2 separate regions of the Mus musculus genome follow, and region 1 is linked to region 2. Evidence: chromatin contacts called from public Hi-C data. All regions are on one chromosome and are shown on one strand. The core of a region is the stretch at or near the end of the contact, and the rest is flanking DNA. Distances in the headings are between cores, read along the strand shown.

Region 1 (3,613 bases), core at 772-3,271, 94 kb after region 2:
AGTTCTACCCTCAGGACTCACAGAGTAGAAAGAGAACTGATTCCCACCCGTTCTCTTCTGACTCTACAATCAATGCCTGTGCATTCACAAAGGATCACAATCATGTACACACATGTATACAAACATACTAAATAAATAAATAAATAAAATGTTTATAGATTACGTATTACAATATCTGGTAGGTAGTGGGAACTTGGCAAATCTGGGGTTTTGTTTTCTTTTTCTCTTTCCCCTTGGGTAGAAACAGTGTCCACCTCCTCTTTTTCGTATCTGTCCTTTTAGTTGATAACCAGTGTATATCACATGAATCTAAGATGTACCCACCATATATTCATATGCATAAGAGAAGGACTTGGAGCAAGAAGAACATTAAGAAACAATTCTAATAAGCTTAAGAAACAGAAGAGTCTCTCCTTTGCCTGAAACCCTAATATAGTAAATCGGATTCTGCTGGTGCTTAGCTGCACATTAGTATCGTTGGGAGCTTTTAAAATGCCTGTAGTCAAGCTGTTCCCCAAGATGAGGACCAGCTATCCATGGTTTAAAGAACCCCTCAAAGGGTTAGGCTTCTAGTAGCTGTGAAAAGAGAGTCATTTAGCTGCTAATGAAATGGTTCTTCAAGGTCAGGCCTGGGACCAGCCATATCAGCATCCTCTATGCGGATGTGCAGGCCACATCTAGACCTTCTGAATCAGAAACTCTGGCAGTAGGGCTGAGACCAGTGTGGGCCCAAGGCCTCCATGACAATCTGATACAGGAACAAGGAGCAGTGGTCTACCCACCTAGTCGTCTCTGTCCAAACCAATTGATGAGCATATCCCTCTAATCTCACCATTTAAACGAGCCCCCTTGTATGTTCAATCATCTCAGCATCATTATACATTCTTATGTGAATAACGGATACTCCTGTGACTAGTTCTATCCCTCAAAATTCGCTATTTCTGCAGCAGGCAATTCCAACCTCAAAACAAGTCTAACCACATCCCTCTCCTATCCTCAGGGGCCCCTCAGTGCTTCCAGAGTAGAATCTGCATAGTGTGCAAGGTTCTCCCAGTGCTCATCTTTCTACCTTCTTGTTCCTTCCTCCTCCTTCTCCCCATCCTCCCCTCCTTCTCTTCTTCCTCCTCCCCCTCTTCCCCCTCCTCCTCCCCATTCCTCCTCCTCACCTTATGTCCCATCCTCCTTCTCCCTTCCTTATCTTTCCTCCTCCTCACCTTCCTGCCCCATCCTCCTCCTCGTCCCCACCCCTCCCCTTCTAAACATTGTGTTTATAGTTCAGACCCTTTCTGAGGACAAAGAGCTAGGAAAAACCACTCTCCTTGGATTCCTTTCAAATTTCTGCTTTCCCTGGTTGTATCCATTCAGACCAAAGGGCCCCTCCTGGGTGTTGGAGCTCCAGATGCAGTTTCCTGCTCCATGGTCCCACAGTGCGCTCTGCCGCCTTCACCATAGCATCTCCATGCTAAAATGCTACTATTCCTTCCTGATTCAGTCCTAGTTAGATCATGCCCCATGGTGGATGCTCACACACCATGCCACGCAGAACTGGAGAGCTCCAGGGTATGCCTGCTCCTCCACAGAACTTCAAGCAAACAATGTCCTCAGCCAGGACATCGAAGGGTCACATGATCACACCGGTCACTTGGGGATCTGGTTACAGTGCAGAGTCCAGCAGAGTAGGCATGGGGGAGAGTCCCATGCATTTCTTCCAGGCTCCCATATGATGCTGACACTCTGGTCCGTGGGCCACCAGATAACGACTTGTGTGGTTAGAACCATGAGCAGGATATTTGCAGGTTAATTCATCTCATGCTAGAAAAGACCATTTTGTTTTGCAAGAATGCTACTAACTGGCCAGAGATGAGCTGTGCTGTTTATTAATCCGTTCTCATAACACTCATCATCCTGGAGTTTTATCTATATTTTTTTGGCTCGTTTGTTTGAAGGAGACCGTAATCAGTCCACTTGTGAGCCTGTGCCTGCACAGCTGCAGTCCCCGTCTGTGTTTGCCAGCTTTCTGCTGCTGGAATAAATATCCAAAGATAAAGCAACTTTAAAGGATGAGCAGTTTATTGCTGGAAGGGTTGGTCTGTTAGCAGCTGGCGGTGTTGCTTTGGGCCCTATGACAGAGCAGGACATCGCAACAGGTGCCGAGTCAGAGGAACCTGCTCACTCCACGGCAGCTGTGAGGTAAAGAGGAAAAGGAGGAACCCAGTACCCCAATAACCCCTCCAGGGGCTCGCCAATATCCCCTTCCAGGACTGGCCTAACATCCTTCCACCAGAGCACCACCTCCTGAAGATTCATCCACTTTGCTATGGTAACAACTGAGAACCATGCCAAAACCACATGGGTCTTTGGGGAAATCTTCGGGACCCAAACCACAGCATCAGCACAAACAGGGAGAATGTCCTTATCAGCAGCCTTTGTGTGGAGGCCAAGAACCAAGGAGGAAAAAAAAATTCTCAATGCAGAATCCATATTCTGTTTGGGAACCAAAAATCTTGGAAGAAGAAGAGAGGCCAACAGGATGTAATCCACAAGACAAGGCCCCCTCATTTAATCTTTTCTGCATAAAGACTGATCACTACTAGGTGTCTGCCAGCGAAGGCCTGGGTTCCTCATGATTACTGTCGTATGTCGTATTCTCATGGTGAGCAATGGAAAGCTACAGAAGAAGCGGAGACAGTGACAATGTCAAAGGTCTGGGGTCAGATTGCCACAGTTCCAGCAGCAGGTGAATGGTACTGACAGATTCTTGTAGACACGTGGGAAGGGGCTTCCATTTGAAGGGACTGAGAAGGACCCGCACAAGCTTCCAGCTAAACCAGGCAACGTTTTACCCCAAGATTCACACTCAGATCAAAGAGTCAGCAATCACAGTTAGGCATGGCAAATGAGGTTTTCCAGAGACATCCCAGGGCTCTTAGTCATCTGTAATTCTGACCAGCTGCTCTAAATGCACCCTCTCATGTCATGTAAGGTTGCAGGGGCTTAACAGGTCATTTCTGGGAAGGAAAAAAAAAAACCTTCCTGGCAAAATGGGTTCTTAATATACACACCATGGTTCCTTCTGAGGAAATTCAAATTGATTATATATTGTGGAATGTTCGAGAACTTTAAAAACTGTTTGCTCTTTCTTTTTAAAGAGGCAAAACAACAAACTGATTTTTCAACAATGCAACTTGCTTTCTGCGGCACTGACCTCCCATGTCAGCCACACTGTCCCGTGCACAAGCCCTGCTGGATGCTGCCGCTGCCAACATGTCCCCCTCTCCAGAACACAGACACACAGCTCTAATTTTGTGGGGTTTGTTGCCCCTCATGCCACTCTCTGCCTTGTCTCTAACTCTTGTTTCTCTTCTGTGACGAGTCTGTTATAGAGTCACCATAACCCATCTGCAGGTGTCTGTGTTTCCAGAGAGCCTTAACTGAGGTGGGAAGAACCACCCTGCAGGCTGGTGGAGCCAGACTGTGTGAGCTGGGGTCCCAGACTGACTCAAAAGGAGAATGAGCAACAGCATTGACCTCTCTGCTTATGACTGCAGATGGGGGGGGGTGACCAGTTCCCTCAGCTCTTCCCACCATGTATGCCCCTCCATGATAAATGGTA
Region 2 (3,256 bases), core at 505-3,004:
AGAAGCCCTTTTTTGAATTGTTGGCCAGGAGATCCTTGAAACATACAGCCTATTGCTATTGTCCTTGCCTGCCCCACAGAGGTGGAAGGTAAGTCCCTATTGCTGAGGACTCCATCCATCTCAGACCCAGAGCCCAGAGATGCAGAACTGGAATGATCTGAATGCCTCCTCCCTGAGGACTAGCCTTCATGGTTCCAGAACATACCGTGTAAGCTTCCAAAGACGGGAGACAACCAACGTCCTTGCCAGCTATGATACCCATGAGCCACCATGACCAGCATGGCACAAGAATTCTAAGGGCGCAGTAGTGGCATGTACACCTTGGTGGTAACCAACAGCTCTCTAACTGTACTTAAGATCTGCTCAACAAGAATGAAAACATGGTACTTGAGACCTAGGCAGCCTCTCAGTGCTAGTGAAGTCATGGATCTTGGTGGAGAACCCACAATTTTACTAATCTAGCAACTCCCAAACAATACTCTAAACATTTGTCCTCGTGCCCCAGGTAAGTGTACTCCTCACACCTCCCACATATCAAAGAAACTTCCTTGCGGCAACAGACAGAGGCAGCAGACAGAGGCTATTACAGAAAGTCACAACCAATCAAAACACAGAGTTTTGAAGCACAGACATAATGGATACACCTGCAAAACACTTAAGGCCTTAGGAACATTGTGGGAAAGGAGGATTGCGAAAGCCAGGAGATCAGAGGATTTGCTGTGAGATTGTGTCTCCTAGTAACACCAGAAGCTACACTCATAAAATCTCACCAACATGACTCCATAAACATGAGTTACACAAGGATAACAGTAATAGAAATGTCAGGATGAATGGAAAGAGCCCGCAATCCTACACAAAGAACTATAGTCAACTAAGAATACAAGCAGGAGAAATAGCGTTCCCCAGAGAAGAGTATAGTAACTGGTCATCCAACATTAAACAGTCAACTCTGAAAACACATAGACAAAGAATATTATACAGACTGAGCAGGCTGTCTTTATATGCATGTACATATAGGCTTGCAACAACAATGAACAACAACAACAAAAAAGAGGCCATGGATTTGAAAGAGAAAGAGGAGCATTATATGAGAGGGTTTGGATGGAAGAAAGGGAAGAGAGAAATACTGTAATAATCTCAAAAAACAAAACAAAACAAAACCTTAAATAAAATAGCTGATACCAAAAATAAATAAATAAATAAATAAATAAATAAATAAATAGATAGATAGATAGATGTGAATTTCTGGATAACTGAAGGGTAAATAAAATGCAGGGCCTGGTGCCATTACCTCTTCTCCACTGAGTCCTCTGGTTCCCTGAAAATGGAAAGGACAGCAGTGTGAGTGTGGGAAATGCAATGGGCTGCCAGGACGACAGGCAGCACAGCGAGGCGTAGGTAGGGCTTACAGAGTCCTTACCTTAGGCCCTTTGGCACCGAAGCATCCCTTCGTGCCTTGCTCTCCCATTGGCCCAGAGGCTCCTCTTTCTCCCTGAGGAAAAGCAGAAAAGCACACATCCAGATGAGTGTGTGCTAGTGTGATCTGGGATCTGTCCTGGACACCTGACAAGTGGTTTTATTTTATTTTGGTTTTGTTTTTTAAGAAAACATCTGTCTGCTCATGACTTACATTCCGGGACTCCAGCCTATGAAAACAAAGAGTGGAAGTAAATCTGATCTACAACGATGACAACCCTTTGCTCTGGACGCCATCCGCACACTGCCGGCATGGAGCTTCCCCTTCCCCAGGTGGCCACCACATTGCTCCCTTTAAATTTCCTTACCATGTGTCTTCACTCTGCCCTAGGCTAAGATTCGGGACTCTTTGCCCGGTCCCTGTGACTTTAAGACTTTGACCCAAGACCTCGGTCTGAGCATCGTTACCCATGATGCTGTCTGGTCCTGCTCCTTTGCTCACCCTCACTCACTGTCCACAGCTAGACACCAGTGCATCTTCTTCAGGGGACTTCTACACTGTCCAGCCACACTGACCACCTGCCATTCTGCCAACCCCCAGTCCCAACCCTTTGACTCCATTACTGTTTTGAACACATGGTTCCCCTTTGGGGTAGAATAAGATTTCCCACATACTTTAGCCGGAGGAACGCCTTGTTATCCTCCATGTGTCTGCCCAAGTGTTACCCATTGTTTTGTAACTTTTTCTTCTCAGGGTCAACTCCAACCGGGTTGGCCTTCAAGCCACTAGGTTTCTATTCTTGCTCAATACCGTCAACTCCCTGTGCCTCCAGCACAGTCACGGGTAGAACAGCTGGACACACTTCCCTTGTTTGTCTTCTCACTAGTGTGGAAAGGTCCCTAAGTTATTTTTGTTCTGTATCTATTTTTTTTCTCATTTCTGGGGTACTTACACTGCTAGGGTGCATATGCATTGGATATGTGCATCAGTGGGTTTTTTTTTTGGAAACAATGAAGTGATCAGTAAGAAGCTTAAATATGTACTGTCAGACGAATGCATAACTGGATGCATAAAAAGAAAAAAGGAAGGAGAAGAAAGGGAGAAAAGGGAGATGGGGAGGAGGGAGGATGGAGAGGGGGAGGAGGAAGGGAGGAGGGAGGGAGAAGAGAGGGGAGGAGGGGGCTGGAGAGACGACTCAGTGGTTAAGAGCACTGAGTGCTCTTCCAGAGGTCCTGAGTTCAATTTCCAACAACCACATGGTGGCTCACAACCATCTGTAATGGGATCTTATGCCCTCTTCTGGTGTGTCTGAAAAGTGCAACATTGTACTCACGTACATAAATAAATATTTAAAAAAGAGAGAGGGGAGGAGGGAGGGAGGAGAGAAGGAGGAAAGAGGAAAGGAGAGAGAGTGGAGAGAGAGGGAGGACAGAAGGAGAGAGGGAGGGGGAGGAGGGAGGGGAGGAGGGAGGGGAGGAGGAAGGAGGGAGGGAAAGGTTTCTGATAAATTATGTGGTGCATTGGTTTAATTACTAAATGACCTGGGCAATTGGCAGGGGTGTGACTCCTAAGGCAGAGAAACTACCTTTCACACCAAGTTAACTGTGCAGTGTAGGTGGGTAACCACCTCTAAGAAGAAGTGTTTCTCAGGCACAAGGAGGGTCAGGAAAGACCCAAGACTGCATCTGAATCCTCAGAGTGTGGTCTTTGTTTCCTTCTTATGTTTGTAGGGATAGGCGAGCTGTAAAGGGTCTTGACTTACAGCAATGCCCTCCTCTCCGAGGTAGCCATCACTGCCTTTGAATCCTGGGGGTCCCTGAAAAAAAAAGGAAAGAGGAG

What was found. A called contact is a pair of places that touch in the nucleus more often than the background predicts.
Region 1: a Hi-C map of uterus shows a contact between it and region 2, with 3 times the contacts expected there. The contact joins two enhancer-like sites. A contact is called at or near these places in 1 of 39 promoter capture datasets (liver), 1 of 15 datasets of contacts at CTCF or cohesin (large pre-B cells), 10 of 484 Hi-C or Micro-C datasets (the 63-12 cell line, adipose-derived mesenchymal stem cells, cortical neurons and 4 more) and 6 of 115 datasets of contacts at active chromatin or transcription factors (the NIH/3T3 cell line, VIP interneurons, acute myeloid leukemia and 3 more).

What each region holds. Positions count from the first base shown.
Region 1 is chr9:105,850,525-105,854,137 of GRCm38.p6, forward strand. No RefSeq gene overlaps it. Among named protein-coding and RNA genes, the nearest start is that of Col6a6, 24 kb to the left of the region's middle. Within about 2 kb of position 2,022, at least 12 of the 459 cell types and tissues checked have an H3K27ac peak or open chromatin away from gene starts, as enhancers often do. A contact at or near this core is called in uterus, where this site is marked.
Region 2 is chr9:105,756,872-105,760,127 of GRCm38.p6, forward strand. It overlaps Col6a6 (collagen, type VI, alpha 6), which reads right to left. Exons shown (of 37, transcript NM_001102607.1): 13 at 3,180-3,233; 14 at 1,421-1,492; 15 at 1,292-1,318. Among named protein-coding and RNA genes, the nearest start is that of Col6a6, 70 kb to the right of the region's middle. Within about 2 kb of position 1,755, at least 6 of the 459 cell types and tissues checked have an H3K27ac peak or open chromatin away from gene starts, as enhancers often do. A contact at or near this core is called in uterus, where this site is marked.